Regions from separate parts of the Ovis aries genome. Here regions 2 and 3 are each linked to region 1. The links are chromatin contacts, called in public Hi-C maps. All regions are on one chromosome and are shown on one strand. Each heading gives the region's core, a stretch centred on a gene start, on an enhancer-like site or on the middle of the called end of the contact. The rest is flanking DNA. Distances are from core to core; before and after follow the strand shown.

What was found. A called contact is a pair of places that touch in the nucleus more often than the background predicts.
Region 2: a contact with region 1 is called in a Hi-C map of hypothalamus, with 6 times the contacts expected there. The contact joins the enhancer-like site here to the promoter of SMG7 in region 1. A contact is called at or near these places in 4 of 16 Hi-C or Micro-C datasets (hypothalamus, liver, muscle and 1 more).
Region 3: a contact with region 1 is called in a Hi-C map of tail adipose tissue, with 8 times the contacts expected there. The contact joins the enhancer-like site here to the promoter of SMG7 in region 1. A contact is called at or near these places in 15 of 16 Hi-C or Micro-C datasets (blood, hypothalamus, liver and 6 more).

The regions. Positions count from the first base shown.
Region 1 is chr12:63,952,689-63,955,742 of ARS-UI_Ramb_v3.0, forward strand. It overlaps SMG7 (SMG7 nonsense mediated mRNA decay factor), which reads left to right and starts at 1,472. Exons shown (of 22, transcript XM_060396685.1): 1 at 1,472-2,021. The coding sequence starts at 1,993. NMNAT2 (nicotinamide nucleotide adenylyltransferase 2) reads right to left here and starts at 2,130. Exons shown (of 16, transcript XM_060396688.1): 1 at 1,855-2,130.
Region 2 is chr12:63,760,322-63,763,375 of ARS-UI_Ramb_v3.0, forward strand. The region is part of intron 12 of NMNAT2 (nicotinamide nucleotide adenylyltransferase 2); the gene reads right to left. Among named protein-coding and RNA genes, the nearest start is that of TRNAG-UCC, 96 kb to the right of the region's middle. Within about 2 kb of position 1,605, at least 15 of the 54 cell types and tissues checked have an H3K27ac peak or open chromatin away from gene starts, as enhancers often do. A contact at or near this core is called in hypothalamus and liver, where this site is marked.
Region 3 is chr12:64,096,647-64,099,700 of ARS-UI_Ramb_v3.0, forward strand. No RefSeq gene overlaps it. Among named protein-coding and RNA genes, the nearest start is that of TRNAG-UCC, 9.9 kb to the right of the region's middle. Within about 2 kb of position 1,610, at least 13 of the 54 cell types and tissues checked have an H3K27ac peak or open chromatin away from gene starts, as enhancers often do. A contact at or near this core is called in liver and tail adipose tissue, where this site is marked.

The DNA of each region.
Region 1 (3,054 bases), core at 222-2,721:
ACATCCTAAAGTACTTTGGGACAGCTCCATAATACCAATGGAAAATATAATTTGTAAAATGCTAAATAATTCTTTCAAATCACTAGGATACAACTTCTCCAGGTACTTCCACACTCCATATTATGAAGAACCCATTCGTTGCTGTGTTTTTTTCTTTTTTGCCTCAAACCTGAGATAAATAAAATACACATAATAACCATTCAAAAAGATTGGGTCTAAGAATGAAAATCCATTTCCTAGAAACCTTTCATTGGAACTTCACGCAAGTATCTGTTTTTCTTGACACTATCTTACCCAATGCGTTCCTCTGCAACCCAAAAGATACATAGTGACGAGTTCTAAAACACTGCAGACACGCGACAGAAGGAAATTTGAAGAGGAGAAAGGAAATGGGACGTCTGCTTTTGATAAGCAAGGGGGACTCCCACTGGCGGGAGGGGTGCCTCTCCGAGGGATGGCGGCCCTGAACTTCGCACCGTGTCCCCTGCCCTAAGTGCTGGAAAAACCACTTGTCAGCCTTCCAAGATGAGTTCCCACCCCCACTCCGGCCTCCTCGTGGCAGGAGATGGCTCGTGAAGGCCGCGCGGGGAACTCCCGAGGAGGCTCCGTGGCCGAGTGCGATTGTGGGGTGGGGTCTGGGGGATTTCTGTGAGGGGCCGACCGCTGGGGAAAGTCGGATGTCCCAGTCGGCAGACGAGGGATCTCGGCAGTCGTGTGCCGTTCTCCTCCCTCAGGGACCCCGTCCTGGCGGGACCCCGCCTCCCAGAACTCTCCCGGTGATGGGGAAACCCCTGGCCCGCCTCGCAGCCTAGCGCCGCCGCCTCGCACAGTCGGCTCCAGCCCACCGCCCACCAGCCTTCAGGCCCGGCATCTTTTTCGTAGGCCCGGCCCTCCCCGCGTCCGTCATGGAGAGGAAAACTATGGAGGCGGTTCCCGCCCGCAGGCGGGTGGAAAAGCCCGTGGTGAATGCCTCGGGATCTCCCCCATCGCTGCGGGAAAGGGAAAGGGAGGAGAACATGAACCTCACTGCTCTGGAGAACTACCCGATTCCCAACCTGGGGGAGGCCTTTAAGATGGAAGGGAAGCCGAGGGGAAACCCTAGGCACTTTTCGGGGAATCCACTAAGTCAAGGGAGGGTCATTCAGCCTGCACACATTGGTTACTATGACAATACAGCTACAGCCTCCAGTTGCCTTGGCAGCTGCTTATCCAATCCGATTGGTTTCTTTTCTCTCCATCCCTGGGCTCCACCCTAACCTCTCCAACTGTGTCCCTGCGTGCAGAGGGAGGGGCCCCAGAAAAGAGGAGGGGGTCCTTAGCGTCACTTTAGGGCGCGAGGCCGGACCGGAGACGAGGGACTGGGGGGCCGGAACTGTAAGAGGAAGAGGCGGCGTTTCCGGTCGGGAAGAGTGGAGGAAAGGAAAAAAGGAAGAGCGAAATCGGACGGAGTGGAAAGACGGGGGAAGACTTTGAGTGTAACTCCCGATTGATTTGGGCTCGATGTTCCCGCTGAGGCTGGGGTTGCCCCCTCGCGCGGGAGGAGAGGGGTGGGTTGGCCGGAAGCCGCCAAGCGCCTCCACTGGGCCACTCAGCAGCCGCACAGGCGCGGCACGGCTAACTGATCCCAAGAGCGAGCGCTACAGAGAGGCGGAAATCACCCGGAGGGACCGGCGCCGCTGAAATCTCGCGAGAGACCCCCCCCCCACTTCCTTCCTCTGCTGTCCCTCTTCCCCCCGCCCCCATCCCTTCTCCCTTTCCCTCCCCCCTTCCCGGGTCGGAGTGTCCCTGCGCCCCAAGGGCCGGAGCAGCAGCGAGAGCAGCTTTCCCCGCTCCCTCCCCCCTCGCCTCACTCACCCCCACCCCCCCGCCGAGCGAGGAGGAGCCGGAGGAGAGGAAGATGGCGGCGGCCGCCAGCACCCGTGGTGCCGCGGGGCCGCTCCGAGGAGCCTGAGAGACGCGCAGAGGCTTCGCGGGAAGACGCGGCGGCGGAGGATGAGCCTGCAGAGCGCGCAGTATCTCCGGTGAGTGTGGGGGCCGGCCCAGTACGGAGCGGGGGAGCGGGCCGAAGGTTGGGGGCACGGAGCAACAGACACAGAGGTGGTACGTCCGGGGTGGCGGGGGAGTTGCTGTGTCCTCTCTTTTCCCGGTTGGGAGGCGGGGGCTGCGAGAGGCTCGGCGGGAGGGGGCGGAGCGGGCACGCACTTGGGTACCTATCCCCCTCCGCGGGCCGGGCTGAGTTCCCGCGGAGCTGGCTGGTCTCGGTGCGGGGAAGGAGGTTAGGGAAGCGTGAGAACGTGTGTGTGTGCGCGCGCGCCCGGGGCTCGCTGGCGAGTCGGGGCGGGGAGGCGCCCGGGGAGGCGGCGGCGACCCCGAATAGAGGTGGGTGTGGAGGAGTCTGATCCCTGCGGTGGGGGAACGTGGTGTGGTGGTGGGGCTGGAGCGATGGCTGGGGAGAAGGCCAGGTGGAAGTCTGCACACCTGGGGTGTGGGGGGAGGCCTAGAGGAGGGGTACGCCGCCGGAAACTGGAGTTTGTTCATCGTTCTGGGGTTGGAAGTACTGAGAAATAATGTCATCTGTAGTTAGTTGCTGGGGTGAGGGTAGGGGGCATAAAGAAGGGAATGGATGAGGAAGTGAAGAAAAAGGGAGGTACTACAGCCGGGGTTGGATCCCCCAGAAGAAACTGGGTTAGAATCCGTCGGAAGATACCATTCGGAGAGTCGTGTAGATCCATTAAGAGTGGTGTAAAGAACTTGTATGTCGAGGTAGAGTGACGCATGGGTGCAGAGTGTGAGAGAGTGTGATGTGTATCAGGGGAGGTTAAGGGGGCGATTAATACACACTGGAGAAGGAAGATGCAGATTGGAACCAAGTACATGGTGGCGAGAGCGTATTGCACCAGCTATTGTGCAGCTTGGAAGGTTCCATGGAAGCAGAATAAGAGCTTGAAGGTAGAGATAAACGGGGGTCAAGATCTTGATGGCACAGGAAAATGAGATTGTTAAGATCCTAAGACTTAAGTGAGGAGTTGCCACTGCTTAGAAAAGGGGAAGGGA
Region 2 (3,054 bases), core at 355-2,854, 190 kb before region 1:
TGAATTATCCCAACGAGGCCACTGTCGCTTAAAACAGGCAGCAAACTGACTGGGGCATGAAAACTGAGCAACGGGGGTGGAAAAGAATCCTGGGATTCTCAGAATCACGTGGGGAGAGACCTCCACCTGGATTGAGATTCAGGTGATGTGTTTGGTTCCCAGGTACTTTCCCCAGGCTCTTTCATCAGGTGCTGTGCTTAGCTGCTCAGTCGTGTCCGACTCTTTGCGACCCCATGGACTGTAGCCCACCAGGCTCCTCTGTCCATGGGATTCTCCAGGCAAGAATACCGGAGTGGGTTGCCATGCTCTCCTCCAGGGAATCTTTGCCAACCCAGGGATCAAACCCAGGTCTCCCTCATTGCAGGAGGATTCTTTACGGTCTGAGCCACCAAGCTCTATCATCAAGGCCTGTGACTGTGGGCATCCTGTCGGAACCAGTGACACAGCCCTAGTCTGAGCCTCCAGAGATCGCTGCCACCCTGGCCCCAGCTCTGCCCTCCTCAGACCCTGTAGCTAGCCCAGGGACCTGCCGAGGACTTTCAGGTGGTGAGCTCGCCCCGGGTGCAGGCTCAGTGGGAGACTGCTGGGCTGAAGAAAGACAGGGTCAACATCTCAGTCCCAGGTCAGCACAGCTCCTCCTCAGGAAGTCCCCTGCAGCACCGGGGTCTTAACACCTAAATATTCCTGCAGCCTCCCACCTCCCCCTCCCCTGTCACACTGTCACCTAATGTTCTGTTTACATCCAGGGAACTTAATAGATCTTTATATACCCAGGGCCTAGCAGAGTGACCTGCGCACAGTAGGTGCTCAGGATGTGTTGAATGATCGAAAGACAGAGAGGCTGGCCACAGAGGCCATGCGGGCAGGCTGTCTCAGAGCCTTCTGGGTACCCCAGGATGGCAGGGCCAGATGGTGACTGTGGCCTTGGCTCTGGCAGCATGGAGGCCCTGGTCATAGTCCGCCTCCAGGATGGCCGAGAGGAGCCAGACTGGGCTGACTCTGGGGTTCCTGATGCTCCCTGTCCCCTGCTCGGAGTCAGAGCCACCCAAAGTTCCAGGTCAGCTCTGTTGAAAGGCTGCAGCTTTATAACCGTGGGCCTAAACCTCTGGTTTGGAGGCCACGTCCAGGAGACATGTTGGCCCTCAGCTTTTTCTACATCAGTGGTTCTCAACCGGGGGCGTCTCCGGTCAGGAGACGTTGTTTTGGTCGTCAAGGCTGGAGAGAGAGGTGTGCTACCGGCACCTAGTGCTGGGAAGGCAGGAACGCTGCTCAAAAGTCCACACGGCACACAGCCAGCCCCCACACCTCAGGGTTACGCCTGTTTCCTATGACAACGGTGGTGTGGTTGAGAAACCCGGCTCTGCAGCCAGGGAAATGAATCTCTTTTCAATTCCGGATCCAGAGACTCACTTTCTCACTCGAGTATAACGTAAGATTATTTTTAAAGCCAAAGCAGAGCAAGTTAAAGCGTGGCGGGGGGCGGGGGGGAGGGGGGGTTCACCTTTGCTTGCAGCACAGGAACGGATGGATTTGTCACAGACCAGAGGCCCCGGCAGGGCTTGGGAATCCCATGTGTGGCCGCTGGAGGGCAGCAGTGGATTCCCTGGTTTACCCTAGCTCACGTTCTCAGCCTGCAAGTCTGGGGCAGGCCTGGTTAACAAAGTGGAAATGGCACCATGGATGCTAACTGAGCTAGGAGAAATGGCTTTTTCCTTCTCGTGAAGCGTGCAAGGGGATTTCAGAAAGAGGAGGTGTGAGCCAAAGGGCCTCACAGGACAGTGGTCTGGGGGCCAGGCTGCTCCTCTGGGTCCCATTTCCTTCCCCAATTCAGGATCCAGGGAGCCAGAGTCAGCCCTCCTCTGTCACACTCTCCTCCCAGGAATCCTGCTTCTGTGAAGTCCCAGGCCCCGAGGCCCTTTCCAGCTCCCATCACACCCTGAGGCAGCCACCACCTGTACCACGCCAGGCCACGAATCCATCCACACAGCTGTGGCCACTCAGCTTTCCTTTCTCTGAGAGAGGGGGTCAGATGGGGCCAAGCTTCACAAGGAATGCTAGGAGCACAGCCACTGCGTTGCCTCTCTGTCCAAGGGGGTACTCCCCAGGCCGCAACCTGATACACGGACCCTGGGTGCTGGGGAGGTGAACGAGGTCCCAGGTGAAGCTGGCTCACATTCTTCCCGGAACAAGGTATGGGAGGAAAATACACACTGGAATACGGTTGAAAGTTTGAAGACTGCTCTGAGCGCGGCTGGTCAAGAAGACTTTGTCCCGAGACAATAGTTCCTGGCCAGGTGCGGAACTGCCAGGCAGGGGGAGTACAAGGCTTTTGGGTGTTTGTGGCTGTGGAACCTGAGGGTGAATGCTCCTGCTGGCTTTGGGGAGCACCCAGAAGTACTCTTTCCTGTGGCCTTCAGACAGCCATGTGCTGGTAAATAAAAACTATTAAAACTTAAGGAATCGAGGAGTTTTTGAGTACTTATCACCTCTGTTTTTAATACAAGGTATTTAACTGCCATGCTTAGCCACTCAGTCATGTCTGACTCTTTGGGACCCCATGGACTGCAGCCAGCCAGGTTCCTCTGTCCGTGGAGATTCTCCAGGTAAGAATACTAGAATGGGTTGCCATGTCCTCCACCAGGGGATCTTCTCAACCCAGGGATAGAACCCAGGTCTCCTGCATCGCAGGTAGATTCTTTACTGTCTGAGCCATCAGGGAAGCCCAAGAATATTGGAGTGGGTAGCCTATCTCTTCTCCAGGGGAACCACATGATCTAGGAATTGAGGGGGTCTCCTGCATTGCAGGTAGTTTCTTTACCAGCTAAGCTACCCAGGAAGCCCATTTAACTGCTACTTAGTATAATTTAATTTTTTTGACTGAGTTTAACAACCAACTGGTAAAATTTCTGAAAATTTTCAAATGGTTCTAGCAGGTCAGTATGAGTCAACTCATGTGCATCACTCCTGGGGATCAGAGGACAAGAGCCAGAAAAGTTCGTAGAAATGATGTCACATCTGCTGGGCCTCCTGGGAGAACCCAGTGCCCAGGGTGCA
Region 3 (3,054 bases), core at 360-2,859, 140 kb after region 1:
CTCGGGGCTCCGAGATCACCTCAAGGGCTGGGGTAGTGGGGGTGGAGAGAGACCCAGGAGGGAGGGGATATATGTATACAGATGGCTAACTGACTTCGTTGTACAGCAGAAACTAACACAGCATTGTAATGTAATTATACTCCAGTTAAAAAATAAAACACTCTACATGTGATTGGAAGTGATAAAAAGAGCCAGGGCAAAACACAGGAACAACTCCCGTTCCTTTGAAAGTACTCTCTACGTAGTATAGACTGGACACATTCCCAGATGAAAACATCCTCTGCGTAAGGTCTTAGGACTCTAAACAAACGTATTCAGATGGATTCTGCTTTCCTCCAAAATTCAAGTGTTTCAGCCTGTTGGTTGTTCTGATGTGCCATCTTCCATAGACGAAAGGGATTTCTTCTCTTATGGCTGGCTTTCAGCCACCTGACTTCCAATAAGACAGTCTCTACTTAGAACATGAGAAATGACACCTGTCTAGACCACAAGTGATTCTTCTGGGTCCAGTTTGCAAAATCTTGAGCCTGTGTTTGATGATTATGATTGCTCTAACTTCAGAAACGATTTCCATGTAAGTACCAGAGGTGGGGTTTCGCACTTCAGCTGATTACTCCATGCTTCCGTTCACTGAACGCCCATCTGGGGAGATGAAACCCTAGAATCTTAGGTTTATTTGCTCCCTGTAAACTTGAATAAAACCCCATCTGTTACCTTTGACAGTTGGTCCTCCAGTTTAGCTCTTAGAACCAAAGCTCCCATGTCAAGGGTGAACCAGGGGGACGTTTCCACTCGACTGGAGGGCATTGTTAGGCAGGGGTGTGAGGCGGGGAGGGGGCCAGGTGTCCAGGGCTGGATCCAGGCTGTGGAAGCCCTTGTTCATAGTATTTCTTTTTGCTTGACCTATAGCCGGCCAACAGGCAGTTCTCAATGACCTGAATGCTCTCTCCCTCAGCCAGTTCCTGGGAGTCCCTAGAGTCACATTGAGAAATGAGGAAGTAAAAACGGCTGTGGAATGAGCCTCTTTGTCATACTGTTCTCTTTTCCTAATTTGGTCTGGCAGGCCTGGGCACAGGAGCCTGGGAACCATATCTGCCTTGGCAAAGCTAGAAGGGAAATCTAGTGCCTTCTATTTTCCCATTCGGTATCTGAGGTGACATTCTGGATGAAAATCTCCAGAGGACGAGAGCTGAGCTGCAACTATCCAGGCAAGAACACTGGAGTGGGTTGCCATTTCCTTCTCCAATGTGTGAAAGTGAAAAGTGAAAGTGAAGTCGCTCAGTCGTGTCCGACCCTCCGCGACCCCATGGACTGCAGCCTTCCAGGCTCCTCCGTCCATGGCAAGAGTACTGGAGTGGGGTGCCATTGCCTTCCCAGACACATTCAGTATACACCTCGGTATTACCCCTGTGTGTCATCACCAGAGTGCTCCCTTTTTGTAAGAGATGGTGAGTGTAGTCTGGCAACTGGGACAAATACAGCATGGATTTGTGCACAAAATGGTCTGACTTTGTTCTTTTGTTCCTTCCACCCCAGTTCAGACTGCTGGGGCCGAAAGGCTCCACCAAGGAAACTTCCCCGCTCAGAGGCCCTGCAGGGCCCCCTCTGCCTGCTGGGGAAGGAACTTGTCACCATCTGACCTCTGCAAAGTCCCAGATGGGAGTATCAGTGGATCTATTGTAGACTCATCAGTCACATGAATGTCCTGCCCCAGATGAGGAGCTGTATCTTGTGGGAGTATCTCAGGGTCACCCTGCTGCTGTTTGGGCTGAGCTGTGGGTGCAGGCCACAGAGCTGCATTTCCTGATCAAGCACTAGCATGGAGCCACAAAGCAGAATCAGAACCAGACTCAGCTGAGAATAGATCTGAAGTGTTTTATTATTTTTTTTAAGTTTCAACCATGATCATTGACAAATTTTCTTCCTGCTCTCAGATGTTCCCACCATTAATAGGGTCTTGGGTCCCTTCAAAAGTCAATAGACCAATGTGTCCAGGGACTTCACTCTGAATAATGCCCACTGCCAGCTTTGGAAAGTTTGAAATTGGTACGAACTTTCTGAACATCTTGTAATACACTTTGATTCAGCATCCCACTTCTAGAAACCGGTTCTGTTGAAATGTGCACGTATGCAAATATACACCGCCCCCCGCCCTGCCACAGCAGATATAGACAGTGCAGCAATGTTTATAATAAGTATGTGAAAGTGAAAGTTGCTCCATTGTGTCCGACTCTTTGTGACCCCATGGACTATACAGTTCATGGAAATCTCCAGGCCAGAATACTAGAGTGGGTAGCCGTTCCCTTCTCCTAGGGATCTTCCCAACCCAGGGATCGAACCCAGGTCTCCCGCATTACAGGTAGATTCTTTACCAGCTGAGCCACCAGGGAAGCCCAAGAATACTGAAGTGGGTAGCCTACCCCTTCTCCAGTGGATCTTCCTGACCCAGGAATTGAACTGGAGTCTCCTACATTGTAGGCAGATTCTTTACCAACTGAGCTACCAGGAAAGCCCCATAGTAAGTATAATAAGATTTTTTTAAAAGCTAAGCGACCACCAATAGAGTGATGTTTAGATAAATTATGGGATCTGTGTACAGGATGAGGTCGATCTGTGTGGGCTGATATTAAAAGATGGCCAAGCCTAGAAGACCCGAATAGATATTTCTCCAAAGAAGACATACAGATGGCCAATAGGCTCATAAAAAGATGCTCAATGTTGTTAATTATCAGAGAAATGTAAATCAAAAGACAGCGAGGTACCACCACACTCCAGTCAGAACGATCAACATTAAAAAGTTACAAATAACAAATGCTGGAGAGGATGTGGAGAAAAGGAACCTTCCTACAATGTTGGTGGGAATGAAGGTTTGCACAGCCACTCTGGGAACAGTGCGGATGTTCCTCAGAAAACTGAAAAATAGAATTACCATATGATCCAGCAACCCCACTCCTGTGCATATATCCAGACAGAACTTTAATTCAAAAAGATATGCGCACCCCTATGTTCATGGCAGCACATTCACCATAGACAAGACATGGAGACCACCTAAAT